Regions from separate parts of the Sus scrofa genome. Here regions 2, 3, 4 and 5 are each linked to region 1. Evidence: chromatin contacts called from public Hi-C and HiChIP or PLAC-seq data. All regions are on one chromosome and are shown on one strand. The core of a region is the stretch at or near the end of the contact, and the rest is flanking DNA. Distances in the headings are between cores, read along the strand shown. Region 1 holds the start of USP34 (ubiquitin carboxyl-terminal hydrolase 34). Region 2 holds the start of C3H2orf74. Region 3 holds the start of FAM161A (protein FAM161A). Region 4 holds the start of KIAA1841. Region 5 holds the start of PEX13 (peroxisome biogenesis factor 13).

The links. A called contact is a pair of places that touch in the nucleus more often than the background predicts. HiChIP or PLAC-seq counts read pairs in DNA pulled down with a chosen protein or histone mark.
Region 2: a contact with region 1 is called in an H3K27ac HiChIP or PLAC-seq map of alveolar macrophages. The contact joins the promoter of C3H2orf74 here to the promoter of USP34 in region 1. A contact is called at or near these places in 8 of 47 Hi-C or Micro-C datasets (alveolar macrophages, embryonic fibroblasts, fetal skeletal muscle and 3 more) and 1 of 2 datasets of contacts at active chromatin or transcription factors (alveolar macrophages).
Region 3: an H3K27ac HiChIP or PLAC-seq map of alveolar macrophages shows a contact between it and region 1. The contact joins the promoter of FAM161A here to the promoter of USP34 in region 1. A contact is called at or near these places in 1 of 5 promoter capture datasets (liver), 1 of 47 Hi-C or Micro-C datasets (heart right ventricle) and 2 of 2 datasets of contacts at active chromatin or transcription factors (alveolar macrophages and skeletal muscle).
Region 4: a contact with region 1 is called in a Hi-C map of skeletal muscle, with 6 times the contacts expected there. The contact joins the promoter of KIAA1841 here to the promoter of USP34 in region 1. A contact is called at or near these places in 1 of 47 Hi-C or Micro-C datasets (skeletal muscle) and 1 of 2 datasets of contacts at active chromatin or transcription factors (alveolar macrophages).
Region 5: an H3K27ac HiChIP or PLAC-seq map of alveolar macrophages shows a contact between it and region 1. The contact joins the promoter of PEX13 here to the promoter of USP34 in region 1. A contact is called at or near these places in 1 of 47 Hi-C or Micro-C datasets (embryonic fibroblasts) and 1 of 2 datasets of contacts at active chromatin or transcription factors (alveolar macrophages).

The regions. Positions count from the first base shown.
Region 1 is chr3:80,329,528-80,332,227 of Sscrofa11.1, reverse strand. It overlaps USP34 (ubiquitin carboxyl-terminal hydrolase 34), which reads right to left and starts at 1,331. Exons shown (of 78, transcript XM_021087495.1): 1 at 727-1,331. The coding sequence starts at 1,192. It overlaps LOC102166164 (a long non-coding RNA gene), which reads left to right and starts at 994. Exons shown (of 2, transcript XR_002342704.1): 1 at 994-1,053; 2 at 2,139-2,259.
Region 2 is chr3:80,649,821-80,652,520 of Sscrofa11.1, reverse strand. It overlaps C3H2orf74, which reads left to right and starts at 1,437. Exons shown (of 4, transcript XM_021087505.1): 1 at 1,437-2,700.
Region 3 is chr3:79,951,353-79,954,052 of Sscrofa11.1, reverse strand. It overlaps FAM161A (protein FAM161A), which reads right to left and starts at 1,355. Exons shown (of 7, transcript XM_003354802.4): 1 at 937-1,355. The coding sequence starts at 1,143.
Region 4 is chr3:80,744,980-80,747,679 of Sscrofa11.1, reverse strand. KIAA1841 reads left to right here and starts at 1,374. Exons shown (of 20, transcript XM_021087516.1): 1 at 1,374-1,548.
Region 5 is chr3:80,789,710-80,792,409 of Sscrofa11.1, reverse strand. It overlaps PEX13 (peroxisome biogenesis factor 13), which reads left to right and starts at 1,303. Exons shown (of 4, transcript XM_003481205.4): 1 at 1,303-1,473. The coding sequence starts at 1,382. PUS10 (putative tRNA pseudouridine synthase Pus10) reads right to left here and starts at 1,166. Exons shown (of 19, transcript XM_021087518.1): 1 at 944-1,166. The coding sequence starts at 1,131.

The DNA of each region.
Region 1 (2,700 bases), core at 82-2,581:
CCCACCTCCCCTCACCTTCCCGGCAGGGCAACGGAGGCGAAGGCTCATTAGTGCCTTCGTTAATTGACACCTGTAATGAGGAAACTTTCCGAGAGCTGAGACCTCTCAGGCCCGGCCTAACCAGAGCTCCGCCGCGGCCCCTACTCGGGCGCCCAGGTAACTGGGCCGGGTTGGGCCCGAGGCGCCGCGGCGGCCGCGCCACCGCGCACCTTCCCGGGGCGCTAGGCCCGCACGCCGCCCGGCTCAGCCGTCGCCTCCCGCAGGCCGCGGCAGCTCCGGGAGGCCGGAGAGCGACGCGGGGACCCCCAAACCGAGCACCCGGACAGGCCGCCGCCGCGGCTACTTACTTTCATTTAACACCTCCACCAGGTCTGCGCAGTTCTCGCACATCGTTCGGCCGCCGCCCCCCCCTCCCCCGCTTCGGATCGCACTGACTGATCCCGACCGGCGGGGGGAGGGGAGAGAGGCGGAGGAGGGGGCCGGCCGGCCGGCGGGGCGGGGAAGCAACGAGGGCGGGCGGCGGTGGGGACGGGGCGGGGAGCAGGAGAATGGGGGAGGGGGCCGGCGGTCCCCGGAGCGGGCGGGGGAGAGGAGGGGGGCGAGGGGAGGTGCGCAGGCCGGAGGGGCGCGGAGGCGCCGGCGGCGGGGAAGGGGGGGAAGGACGGGGGAGGGGAGAGGGAGGGAGGGGGCGGGTGGGGAGAGAAGCAGCAGAGTCACTTCACCGACCAGACGCCGCGGCCACCGCCGACGCCGCCGCCATTTTAATAGAGCGTTCGGACTGCGCTCGGCTCTTTCCGTCCGGGCGAAGGAGCCGACGAGTAGTGCCTCGCGCTCTCATTCCTCCGCCTCCCGCCCTCCCACCTCTCCCTCCGCACACACGCCGCACGCCCCACACCCCGCCGGGGCCGGCTCGCCGCCCTCCTTTTCCTCTTCCGTCCGGCCTCCCCGCCCTCGGTCCACCCCCTCCGCGCGCTCGCCCACCCCGCCCAGCCCGGATCTCAGTCAGCGGCCGGAAGGGAAACGCGAAGCCAGCGCCGCTGCGGGGGGAGTCGGGTGAGTCGGAGAAGATGGCGGAACAACGAGCGGGTCGCGGTTGCGCGGCGTCGCCCACCGCGGCCACTGCGCGGGCCCGGAGGCCCAGCGAGCGCCGGGTCGCTCGCGCCTCCCTGTCCCCCGCCCGGCGCTTCGCCATTTTTCCTCCGGGCCTCCGAGGCGGGCTTGATGCTGATTTGTCCCGTCCCCCTCCCGGACTTTGAAGTTCAGGAGGCTAGGGTTCGGGAGAGCCGGCCGAGGAGATGCCGCAGCCCAGGTGGGGGCACGCGGCCCTCTCCCCTCAGGGTTTTGTGAGAATGGAACAGCCTGGGGCCGCCTTAACCTGCAGGCGTGTTTCTCGCTATTCTCTACTCTGTACGGCTCATCCGTCCTCGAGGAGAAAGACACCTTGATGTGACAAGAAATGGCGGAGCGAAGAGTGTTCGCTTGGCATCTCCTCCTTTTTACGCAAGAGGGCCCCCTACGAATTCCCCAGCTGCGAGTCTTCACCTGAAGTAGCGTATTATCCACCCGGGCGAAGAGCAAACAAGTCGGGTATTAAGAAGGGGAGGGGATGATGAAGAACAGGTGGAGGGAAGGGGGCGCTCAGCTGGAGTTTAATGTCGCGCAGTTAGCCAGCTTTGGGGAAATTTCCCTCCCCTGCACCGATAACTTCTTGATTTCTATAAACATTACGTTATATGGAGATATGACTGAAAAGTCCAGAAGTAGTCTACATGATATTCATAAGATATGTATCCAGAGCAGCTGTGGAGGCCTTAATAGCAATTCTTGCACAGGTTTTGTTGAGGTTAGGTCACACCATCTCTCTATGCCAGGACCACCTTCCCGGTATTCTTTGCCGTTCTGCCGCTTGAAATAAATGCTATAAAGTTTTTGCTAAACCTATTTTAAGTTGTTCCATCCGAGCAGGTGATCCATAAAAGCTATAGCTATTGTGCCATCATCTTCCTTTCTTCCCGTCCTTCCCACAAAACATGGGTTTCTTCAGACTTTAGATCCTGTAGCAGCCATTGCCCATCCAATGCCCATTCCATCCACCCCTCATCTCTTTCCAAACCCAAGTGTGTTTGTTTGTTTTTCAGGTCGCAGGTGAGACTCTGAGAAGCCCCAAGGACTATTTGTGTTTGGTTTAAAGCATCGAGTATGATTTCTCTAGGGTTGGCCATATTGTTTGAGTTCTTGCCAATAAAATGTAAGCAGAAATCTGCAGAGTGGGTCTTTGGGAAAGAATTTCCCATTCCTAAAAAAAAGGGCCAAATTCAGCAGATGTGCCCTGCCTGAAACATGGCCTTGATACTCAATGCAGCATCCCAGTTTGATTTTTTTTTTTTAAAACGGTTAAACCACAAACGGTAAAAGCCAACCTAAAGTTGAGGATAAAGTATAGGACTTTGCTGAACTGATGCATTGCACAGCAACTATCTACCCTTTATGTGAGAAAAATGAATACCTTTTTTCCTTAAGCCACTCTTAGATTTCCGTTACTTGTAGCAAACACATTCGTAACTGATATATTCTTTTAATAAGTATTTGTAAGTATCTGTCAGCTATGTTTTTTAAGACTAGAGAGAACCCATAACAGTTCTTGAAAATGAGGACAATTCTTACCATAAATATGAAGTACTAGGATGTATAGAAGACACA
Region 2 (2,700 bases), core at 188-2,687, 320 kb before region 1:
CTTTTTTTCCCATTTGCTAAATAGAATTCAACTTTTGTTCAGGTATTAAGCGGTGAAATGCTTTCAAGGGAAGCTGGCCTTAACCCACTGATCAAGGGTAGGGATGGAACCTTTGACCTCATGTACTAGTCAGGTTTGTTTCCCCTGAGCCACAACGGAAACTTCTAGAAGATGAATTTCGATTAGTCCAGGCTAGTAATGGTGAGTCAAGTTCCCTTACCAGTGATTCATTTAAGAATGACCATGTGATTATGAATAATGAAAGGTGAGGAAAAGTCCACTGTGGAGCTTCTGGGAAATTTCCCCGATGTTTAAAACTAGGCATGAGTAAGGGATGTACTTTTCTTCCCTTTCAGGCCTTTGGATGTTGTAATATCAGAACATTAAGATTGGAGTTGCTAAAACTGCATTGTAGTCATGAGTGGAACCAAGAGAGAACCAAGCTGCTACACTGAGAGATGGAAGAGGAGAACAACTTAAAGTCTTGGGCTTGGGTAACTTTTTGGCTAAATGACTTTTCAGGGCTTTTTGTGAGAAAATGTGATTCTTTTATTGTTTCAGGCAGTTGAATTGGATTTCCTGTTACTTGCAAGCAAATACATCCTAACAGATCCCACATTTTTGGGGCCATGGTCATAGCCTGGCGGCTACAGCTCTGATTTGACCCCTAGCCTGGGAACTTCCTTATGCCATGGGTGTGGCCTAAAAAGCAAAAATACAAAAATAAAAATAAAAACAGAACTCATCATCCCTGGAATATCTGGGCAGTTTGTGGAAGAGTGTTCTGCAAGTGGGAAATGATGGGCTTCTTGCTAAAAGGACTTTTGGCTAATTAAGCAATTGTTTGGAAAAACAGGCCATAAAATTTACCATGAGAAATGTGCCTTCCCTGTACCAGGAAGAGAAGAAAACCCTTATCACTATAGGCTGGGAATAGATGCTGAAGTGGATCGCTATATACAAACTTACTGAAATAACTCATCTGTTTTGCCCTGCCCTCATCTATCTTGTAGCCACCTTTCCATAATTTACTGTGCCTAGACCAGACCCCTTTGCCTTGTCATTTCTTCATAAGTTTATTGTTTCTTTGTCTAAAAGGTATAAATGCTTTCTAATCTAGTCACTCCTTTGGATCTTCATTCTCTTGTGATGGTCCCATGTATATGTATGCCTTCCTCCTGCTAATATTTTTTTTTTTTTTTTTTTTGTCTTTTGTCTTTTGTTGTTGTTGTTGTTATCTCTTGGGCCACTTCCTCGGCATATGGAGGTTCCCAGGCTAGGGGTTGAATCGGAGCTGTAGCCACCGGCCTACGCCAGAGCCACAGCAACGCGGGATCCGAGCCGCGTCTGCAACCTACACCACAGCTCACAGCAACGCCGGATCGTTAACCCACTGAGCAAGGGCAGGGACCGAACCCGCAACCTCATGGTTCCTAGTCGGATTCGTTAACCACTGCGCCACGACGGAAACTCCAGCAGTTTTTTGTTTTTTTTTGTTTTTTTTCCTCCTGCTAATATTTCTTAATGCCAGTTAAATTCTAAGGCCCAGCTGGAGACCCTATGAGGGTAGAGAAGAATTTTTCCTCCCCTATACTCTCGTCAGCTTAGAAACACCTCAGCTCATACTTTAAATCATCCCTCTTGACCCAACATTTACCCTTCAGCCACTATCCTGTTTCTCTATTCTCCCTCTCAGCAAAAACTGAATTTTTCCTCAGCAGTGATCTTCAGAGTTTTTTGCCTACAACACCCTAGAAGAATTTTGTAAAGTTATGTACCCCTTTGGCATGTTTTTAGTTTAACATTTACATTTTTTCATATTGTTTACATAGTTGCAAAGGCTGTGATTTCCAGAATAATGTAAACGTTGGTGTTTTAACATTGCCACATCAATCTTTAAAATATCCAGTACATCTAAATATGATATTCATCATTCACTAAAAAACCAAAAGCAATTTAAAAAGCTTATCTTTAGCACACAAATTGTACATCACTCCTTTGTTTAAGTTAGCTCTAGTTCTAATTCACTTCCCCCACAGAATTTTATCCTGATATATCTTCAAAGTCTTTTGTTTACCTATCATACTTCTTTGGAAAAAGTGTATATGAAATTAAAATGTTTACATTTCCCATGACCAGAAGGCTCTAAAAGATAACGTGTCTTGTGGATTTATTGTAATTATTCAAACATAAAAGATCAAAATCACATTGAAGTAACATTTTATGGAAATGCTGTCAATGAAATGAGTAGATTTTTTTCAATTGGCTTATATTTTTGAGGATAGCTCAAAAAGGTTGGGACTCAGCATCAATTTTATTTCAATTTTTTATTATAAAAACTTGTTCACCTTACTGAGTCAGAAGAAAAAAAAAAGAAGAAATTCTATTACAGCAGTATCAGTTATTTCTTTGGACTCCTAAATTAATGCCAAAAATTACTGTGTACTATCATCACATTATTATCTATCATCTTTCTCAATTTGATTGAAAGAATATGAAAACATCTGACTTTCAAGATAATTTCTTGGAGCTACTGCTTTCTCAACTTGATGTCCATGTCTTGAATTGTCACTGTGCTGTGTCATCCCTGGACATTTTACACCCCAGAGAGATGTGCTGTTGTTATAGCCAGAGGAGATACATACCTTTCTCTTGTAAAAAGGGAAAAGGGTGACTGAAAGCTGAAGTGAGAAAGGAGAG
Region 3 (2,700 bases), core at 106-2,605, 380 kb after region 1:
AGTGATTTCTATCAGCCCTAGACCACAACATTTTGAATCTGAAAAAGTTTGGACAAAACGTATTAAAAATCTTATGGAGCTCTCTTGTGACAGTGGATTATGGATCTCCAGTCATCACTGCTATGGCAGGGGTTTGATTCCTTGGCCTGAGAACTTTCTCATGCCTTGGGTGCAGCAAAAAAAAAAAAAAAAAAAAATCTTTAACTGGGTTTAAGGAGGTTTATATATGCAGATTGCTAGGTAAAATTCAAGATTCCCACCTTTTAAGTGAATAGAGCAGATGGCAGACTTGACCTGGTGGACAGGGGTTCACAACACATTTGACACTGAAAATTGATCAGTGAAAAGACTGTCTCACCCTACCCTGAGGAACCATAATTTATTGGAACCTCAGTACTTCGCTTCTCTGGAGGCTTAACTATATCTGTGTCTGATCGACCCACTAAACTCTGGATGGTTTTAAAAACCATCTCTCATGTATTGTATTAAGATGCACTAATAACCAGGACATCAAGGTGACAACAAAACACACCTGACAGCACAGCTGATTTCCTTCCGTTTTATAGGTTATCCTCTATGAGATCGATTTTCAAGTTGAAAAGAAAAAAAAAAAAAAGAAAAGCTGTATCTACCCCCAACAGACGATGGAGCATAAGGAGTAAAGTTCTGTACTTTGCACTCTCTAGAAATAGAGAAACGTAAATCTCCAAGAAAATTTTGCATCTCTGGCTAAAATTAAAAGACTTTTCAACGCTTCGATTTTGAGCATTTTCTGTGGGAGGAGAGAGAACGCAGTGGGCCAGGCTCACCAGGTTAGGGAGGATCCGAATAGTGCGCGCATTTCCCAGCCAGCGCCTCACCACTGGGGTCGCAGACCAGCCTCCAGCTGCACCCCGCCTGAGCCCAGCCCCAGCCCACGTCCCGCCCCTGCATTACCGGCGCCCGCGCCGGCCGCTCTGCCTTCTCCTCCTCTTCCTTCTCCTTTTCTTCTTCCTCCTCCTCCTCCAAGGCCGCCGTGGCCGCAGACAGGGACTCTAAGGGGTCTTTACGTTCGTACTGGGCAATCTGCGCTCCGGTGTTGGGACTGACCGGGGTTTGGAGACTGCCAGCCGCCAGCTTCGCAGTTTGGTGCGAGGCGGCCATTACCGCGCCTCCGAGGCCTTAGCGCCCGCGCTGGCCTGGGGCGGGGAAGCCGGCGGCTCCTGGCTTGGAGTGGTGGTTACTAGGGGCCTGGTAACTAGGGACGCTACAGGGGCCGCGAGCGACCAAACGTCACTCAAAACCCGCGCACGCTTCGGGAAACCCCGGAGCCTCCTGGATAGTGGGAATCAGGACTGAGTCTTTGCTGGCGTAGAGCGTTGGCGGACGGAACAAGGCACCTCTTTCCCTTTGCGCTTCGCCGCCTAAACGCAGACTTCTCACATTATACTAATGAGTTACTCTTTTATGGGGGGAGCGCATTTTTATTCATTGAAATAACATGTTAGGAGGAAACGGCGGTGGCACAGGAAAACTGGGGATGTTACTGTGTTGCGGCCTCAGGCCTGTGGCAAGGTTTGCACCCCGCTAGCTAACATGGCTCCCGCGAGGTGGAGCGGGTGAATGGAAGGGAGTGCCTCACATTCTACTCTGATTGACTTGAGAGCTGGCAGAAGTCAACGAATCCGGCTAGCGATACTTTCCGCCTGACCAATGAAAGCCCAGAGTTGGGTAGAACCTCGCCAGTGAGTGACAGTGCGGGTGTATGAACCCAGTGTTTGCTGCTTGGGTTCATTAGCTTTATAGTGGTGGGGTCCAAGTGTGCAAGCTCCCAGCGATAACAACAGACAAGCCTCTTCTCCACCACTCCCGCATCAACTTTTCCCACCTGGAATTTGGGTGCTTCGCAGGCGCCTTCGCTCTACACCCCTCGCAGGTAAGAGGGGCCTAGCCTTAAAATAGCGAGCATGTTGCAGTCTCAGCTACCTAAGCCCCTACTTCCTGAGACTGAGGCTGCAGCAACCTCCCCAGCCCTATCCTTCCGCCTCCTCCCAGGCCTGGCCCTTCAACCTGCCGCACCACTACAAAGTTAAGTATGCGGCGCTCCATATCTGGAACCTCTGAGATCTGAGCCCATCATACCAAGCCTTTCTTGTTCGCCTGGTCTAGAGCGTGAGCACCTGCAAAATTCCCAACCCCCTCACCGTCTTCGGGCTGCTTTTTGTTTTGGCTGAGCATTTGCTTCGAACACTGGAACAGATTCTGGCTGGATTCTGAGCAGAAGCCAGAGCTGGAAGCCCTTGAAGTATGGATGCCCCAAGTGACCAAAGAAGGGACTTCTAGTTCTTTGCATGCAGCTAATCCTGTGGCTGCACGCGCCCCTCTTAGAATTTGCTAGGATTTATTGTAAGCCTGGCCCCAAATCAGCAACGCAGATCTACATGCTAAAGCACTGAAAACGGGAGATTAGGCTAGGCTAGGTTAGAATACAATAGGAGGAGTAAGTGTGGAGAAACACATTGTATGTGTATGTGAAAGACAGAAAACCTTCCATTTACCAGCAGTATTCTAAATTTGCAGGTATCTAATAATATAGCCTCAAAATATATAAAGCAAAATGGACATATGTACAAGAAGAAAATAACAAATCTTACATCATCACAGGAAGACTTATTTTTGTACTTTTCTGTTTAGATGTAACATATACAGTGTAATGAACAA
Region 4 (2,700 bases), core at 125-2,624, 420 kb before region 1:
AGACTTGGGGCAAAGATTGGCTGAGTCCAAGTCTTAGTTGATTGAAGGCCGGAGGATTAACATCATTATTCCATCCTACACCTGGGTGGGGGCCTTAGTTCCTGCAGAACTCAAAGACGGATCATTATGAATATCTCTTGAGGAGGAGCTAGGACTCTGCTCTATCACTGCCTTTTCTCTGTTCTTGCACTCCTTTGTTCCCTTAAGATCATTATTTCAAGGGCAAGCATTGTGGCCAGGCATAGATCACAAAATGGCATAGACCAAAATGGCTTCCCTTATTTCAAGAAAGCCATTCCTGGTTCTGTTTCTCTGGGTACCCCCTAACCTATCTGATTACAAAAGGAAGACAGGGCTGCAGCACTATTTACAATAGCCAAAACATGGAAACAACCTAAATGTCCATTGACAGAGGAGGGGATCAAGAAGATGTGGTACACAATGGAATATTACTCAGTCATTAAAAAGAACGAAATACCAGGATTTTTTGCAACATGGATGGACCTAGAAACTACCATGCTAGGTGAAGTCAGCCATACAATGAGACACCAACATCAAATGCTTTCACTGACATGTAGAATCTGAAAAAAGGACAGATTGTACTTCTTTGCAGAACAGATGCTGACTCAGATATTGAAAAACTTATGGTCTCTGGAGGAGATAGTTTGGGGGGTGGGGGATGGAAATCCTGTGAAATCAGATTGTTATGATCATTACACAACTACAGATGTGATAAATTCATTTGAGTAATTAAAAAATTAAAATTAAAAAAATATATTAAAAAAAAAGGAAGAGAGGGAGTAGAGACCAAATAGCTTCTCTTTAAGAATTTACCTAACTAGCTTCTTTGTGGTACAAATCTTGCCTAACTTTAATGTTCATACTTGCTGAACCTATTAATGTATGAAAACTTAATGTGTAACCCACAGCTATTTACATTTTTCAAGAGATGCTTCCTGCTGAAGACAATGCTTCACCCAAATACTTTCCATGTCCCTCAGATCATGCAACTTTCCCATTCTACTTGACCTAAGGAGCTATACAAAGCCAACAACGGTTTTAATTCATTCTTTATCTGAGTTCTTCTACTTCCCCTATGCTCCGCTTTCTTCTGGACTCAGAGTTGATCACCTAAGTTCAGGGTCGGGGCATGTGGTTGCTAAGAGACAAGACGCTGAAAGGATGGCAACGCTGCACTGCGGCAAGCCTGAGGGAGTGAATGCGAGGGGGGCGGGGAAGAAAAAGGCTTAGGCTAGGCGCGGCGCCCGCTCACCACCGCAGCTTCTCTACTCCCGCCCGCGCAGCAGGATCTCGTCTCTCATTGGCTCCGCTGCAGAGGCGCTGGCCTGCGATTGGCGGGCGGGGTCGATCCGGCGTTTCCCCGCCCCTGGCGCTGGTACCCCGCCGCCGCCTGTGGGCTAACAAGGACAGCTAACTAGGACGCCCCGGCCGGGTTTGCGGGTTGGGTTGTGGGGTCTTCATGGCCCCGGCAGTGCTGGCTTCTGCCGGTGAAGGAGACGCAGCGAAGGTCGCCGCGGCCTTGTGGAGGTGAGCGAGACGCCGAGGGGGTTCAGGTGCCGGCTAGGGGCGGGAAGTGCGGCGAGAGGCGGTACCGCGGGCACCTAGCAAGTTCCCTCCATGGCCTCCTCCCTAAGAGGAGGGCTGAGCTGGGCCGGCATCCTATTCGCCCAAAGTGCCCCCAAACGCCCCACACGCAGCCCACAGCCTGCCGGCCCTGTCTGCTCCAGAGCCCCGAAGCCTGCAGACCACCTGAGGGAGCCCCAAAGTCTGCAAGCTCGGCCTCGCCCGGGTCCCTTCCCAGCAACTGCCCCCGCCTCGTCCCGTTACCCGCCAGGCTCCTTTGTCCGCCCCCGGCTCGCTGTGCACCCAGAGAGTTTCGATCCGTGCGGGGGAGGCCGAGAGTCTGAAAAGGACTGGGGTGCCTTGAGGATGTGCCGCGCCGTAATCCCTGGGCCGAAGGTTTGCAGGGCTTTGATCCCGTTATCCTGCGTTTCAGCTGTGGTTTTCTTTGCTCCTTCACAATGAAAGCCAGCTGCCTCGGTTCTCAGTTGTGTCGGAAAGCCAGGGCACAAGGCTTATACCCCAGTGCTGGGTGACTCCGTGTTATAGCCCACTCTGTTATGCCAAAGGCCTTTGACCTGCTCTGATGCCGCCCCCCACCCCCACTTACTATCCTCCACTGCCTAGGAAAACAAGTCTGTCTGCAAGACCATTTTTATATTTGAAAAAACGGAAAAAGCAGATGCCAGTCGTGGACCTCTATTTTGTCTTAATTACTTGGATTGGTCTTATTAATACATTTAAATAATCCAGCATTATGGGAAAGGGAGAGAGGACATGAGATGTGTTCTTAAAAAGTGTAGTGTGTTAAACAAATAGAAGTTTTATTTTTGGCAAATAACATGTTTCACGTTGAAGAGGTTTTTGTTTTTGGTCTTGCCTGTGGCATGCAGAAGTTCCCTGGCCAGGGATCAAACCTGGGCCACTTCAGAGACAACACCAGATCCTTAACCCTCTGAGCCACCAGGGAACGCCTAAAAAATACCTTTTTCTTGTTCTATCATGAATAGGAGTAGATCTAGTAATACTGCAATTTGAGCTTCAAATTTTTCCCCATTGTCAGTTTTCGATAAGTCTGTACTTCTTTTCCAGAATGGGATGCACTGTGCCAGCTATTCT
Region 5 (2,700 bases), core at 54-2,553, 460 kb before region 1:
TTTTCAAGAAAGTTAACATTATTAGGAGAAAATACTTTATGCCTTAAGGCAGTTTCACCTTGATGTACTGCACTGAAATGACAGGCTTTTATAAGACATCAGAAATCAGTTGTTCCATATTAGATTTATTATCTTTGAAAGCAAGCCCTGAGAAATATACCCCATACTGTAAGGTTTTCGCTGTTGGTTACCTTTAAAATGTTTGCTTTTCGTTTACATGTTTACACAAAGAACTGGAACTTCTCATTGCAAAAGAACCTCTCCCACGTGTTAAGATCCCTACGGGGATGGAGTCCCTCTCCACAAACCAATGGCCCCGTCTCTAGTTTACCAGAGGAAAGGATGGATTTTCCTTTCTCACACGATTACAGAAACTACTGCAGTCAAGGAGGCAGCAAAATAACCAGGCTGAGTCTAATCCTGTAATCTTTTCGAACTTATTTCCATACAGAAGGGGGTCATTCTTCTTGTGGGGTGGGGGTGGAGTGTGGATTTCCAAAGGAGGCACTCCTAACTTCATTGCGCCACTGATAAACACTCAGCAGTGGAATCCACTCTAGATTTCTGGAAAGTTCATCCCCAAATCTAACCTCGAGTCTTTCCTGTGGCCAACCAAGCAAGCCTTGCTCCCCTTAAGTCAGGTCCAAGAAACTTCCGACTCACCGCCCTGCTACCAAAGCTTCTGCAGCTGGTGGGAAACGATCTCCTCCATCCACACCTCTCCAGAACCCTGTCCGCACCCCCTCACTTCAAATCTCCCCACCTCACCTTCTCCCACGACGCCGGAGCCTGAGATTTAACCCCTTCCAGCCCTCCAGTGGGAACGGGGAGGACTAAAGACAACGCACCAATTGCGTCTAGCAATTCTGTTCCCCGAGGAAACATGAGCTTTAGAAAGAAAGTACCAGCTGCTAACTCGAGGACTGAGTGGAGTCTCCCCTACCTGTTTGCAGGGAAATCAGTCGAGCTGCCACACAGACCGGCACCCCCCCCCCCGCCCCGCGGGGACAGGAATGCGTGGGGCACTATTCCCGGCTGGAGCCGGACTTGTCCCAAATAAGCTTCCGTGGGACTCCGATGTCTAGGATACTGTAGCCGCTGCCAGAAGTATCGATAAGCTCCTACCCTCATCGGGTTTAGAATGGAAATCCTTCTAGGTCAAAGAAAAAGAGAGCATTTCTTCCCCTGGATTAGTGGTATCCTAATAGACTGTAGTCCCAGCCGCAAAGCTCCACAAGTCACAACCTGACTGCAGAGACAGGCCGGGTGGAGGGTTCCGCGCTCTGCAAGTTGTGCCTTGCGCGCAAACGGATGGTGTCCCCGGGCCTGGAGAGTCCCGGCTCAGAGCCCAGTGCAGAGCGGCAGCCGAGAGGAGGTGGAGATGGCGTCCCAGCCGCCTCCTCCCCCTAAACCCTGGGAGACCCGCCGGATTCCGGGGGCCGGGCCGGGACCGGGACCTGGCCCCACTTTCCAGTGAGTGTTTGATTCTTCTGGCCACGAGTTTTGTGGGCCGGAGCGGGCACTTGGTAAGGGGCGGTTGAGGCCGTTATTAGGGGTGAGGTGTCCCCTCCCCCTCTCATCCAGTCCCCACCCCGCCCCCCAGCCTTAAGCGGGTCGAGGTGCTGCCGGGGCGCCAGCAACGGGAATTTCAGTGTCGGATAGTTGCTTCTGGCTCGGCGGTTTTCGGTAGCGACGTTTTCCAGGGGGCTTCTGGGTCCCGGGGCTTGGAAGAAACGGTGCGGCTGTTTCTTCTGTTTGCGGGACACTCTGACGGAACTGTTTGACTCTTCTACCTCCGCCACCCCTACCCTTCTTCCCCTTAAAGAGTTAGACTTTCGGTTCGTAGCTGCTCAGAGAGGCATTTGCCCAGCCCCGGTTTGATAGGGAACAAAGTCTCAAGCCTTTAACCATTTCTCAAGTTGGTGAAAAGTCAGCAGGTCACATTTAACGCAACTGGAGCTCAAGCCTATACACAGTGCATTCTTTTCCAGCTTACGTAAAGCAATGAAGTTTTGGAAAAGCAACTTTAAAGCAGGAGTTGAGAACTGAGGCCTATGAGTGGCCTTTGTGTGCTAGATAGAGTGTGATTTTTCTAAGCCTGTGAGATATTGTTTTGTTGTAATCAATGTTAAATAGATTTACAGCTCAAAAAAAGTTAAAATAGAATAAAAGAGGAAATTTCACAGCCTTGTGTGTTTTGTGTTGAGTAGATCTGGACATCTTAATTCAAGGAAGAAAAACTCGAATGTCAAATCCCTACTGTGGTAGGTTTACCTAAATAAAAATCCCCAACAGGGGGACACAGCTTTTTGAGGACATGGGTTAGCTGTGACAAAGCAATAAAACTATTATTTTCTCCTTCACACCCCCACCCACCCCAAATTCCCAACGCACTGGAATGTATTTCTGCTATGTTTTAAAATCTCGTAATCTTTTCGCTCAGCGCTTAGGAGCCCGACTAGTATCCGCGAGGATGCTAGTTCGATCCCTGGCCCCGATCAGTGGGTTAAGGATCCTGCGTTGCAGTGAGCAGTAGGTCGCAGATGCCTCTTGGATTCTGTGTTGCTGTGGCGGTGGCTATGGCGAGCAGCTGCAGCTCTGATTCCACCCCTGGCCTGGGAACTAGCATTTGCCGCAGGTGCTGCCCTAAAAAGCAAAACGAACAAAAAACTTGTAATCTCCGAGTTCCCGTCGTGGCTC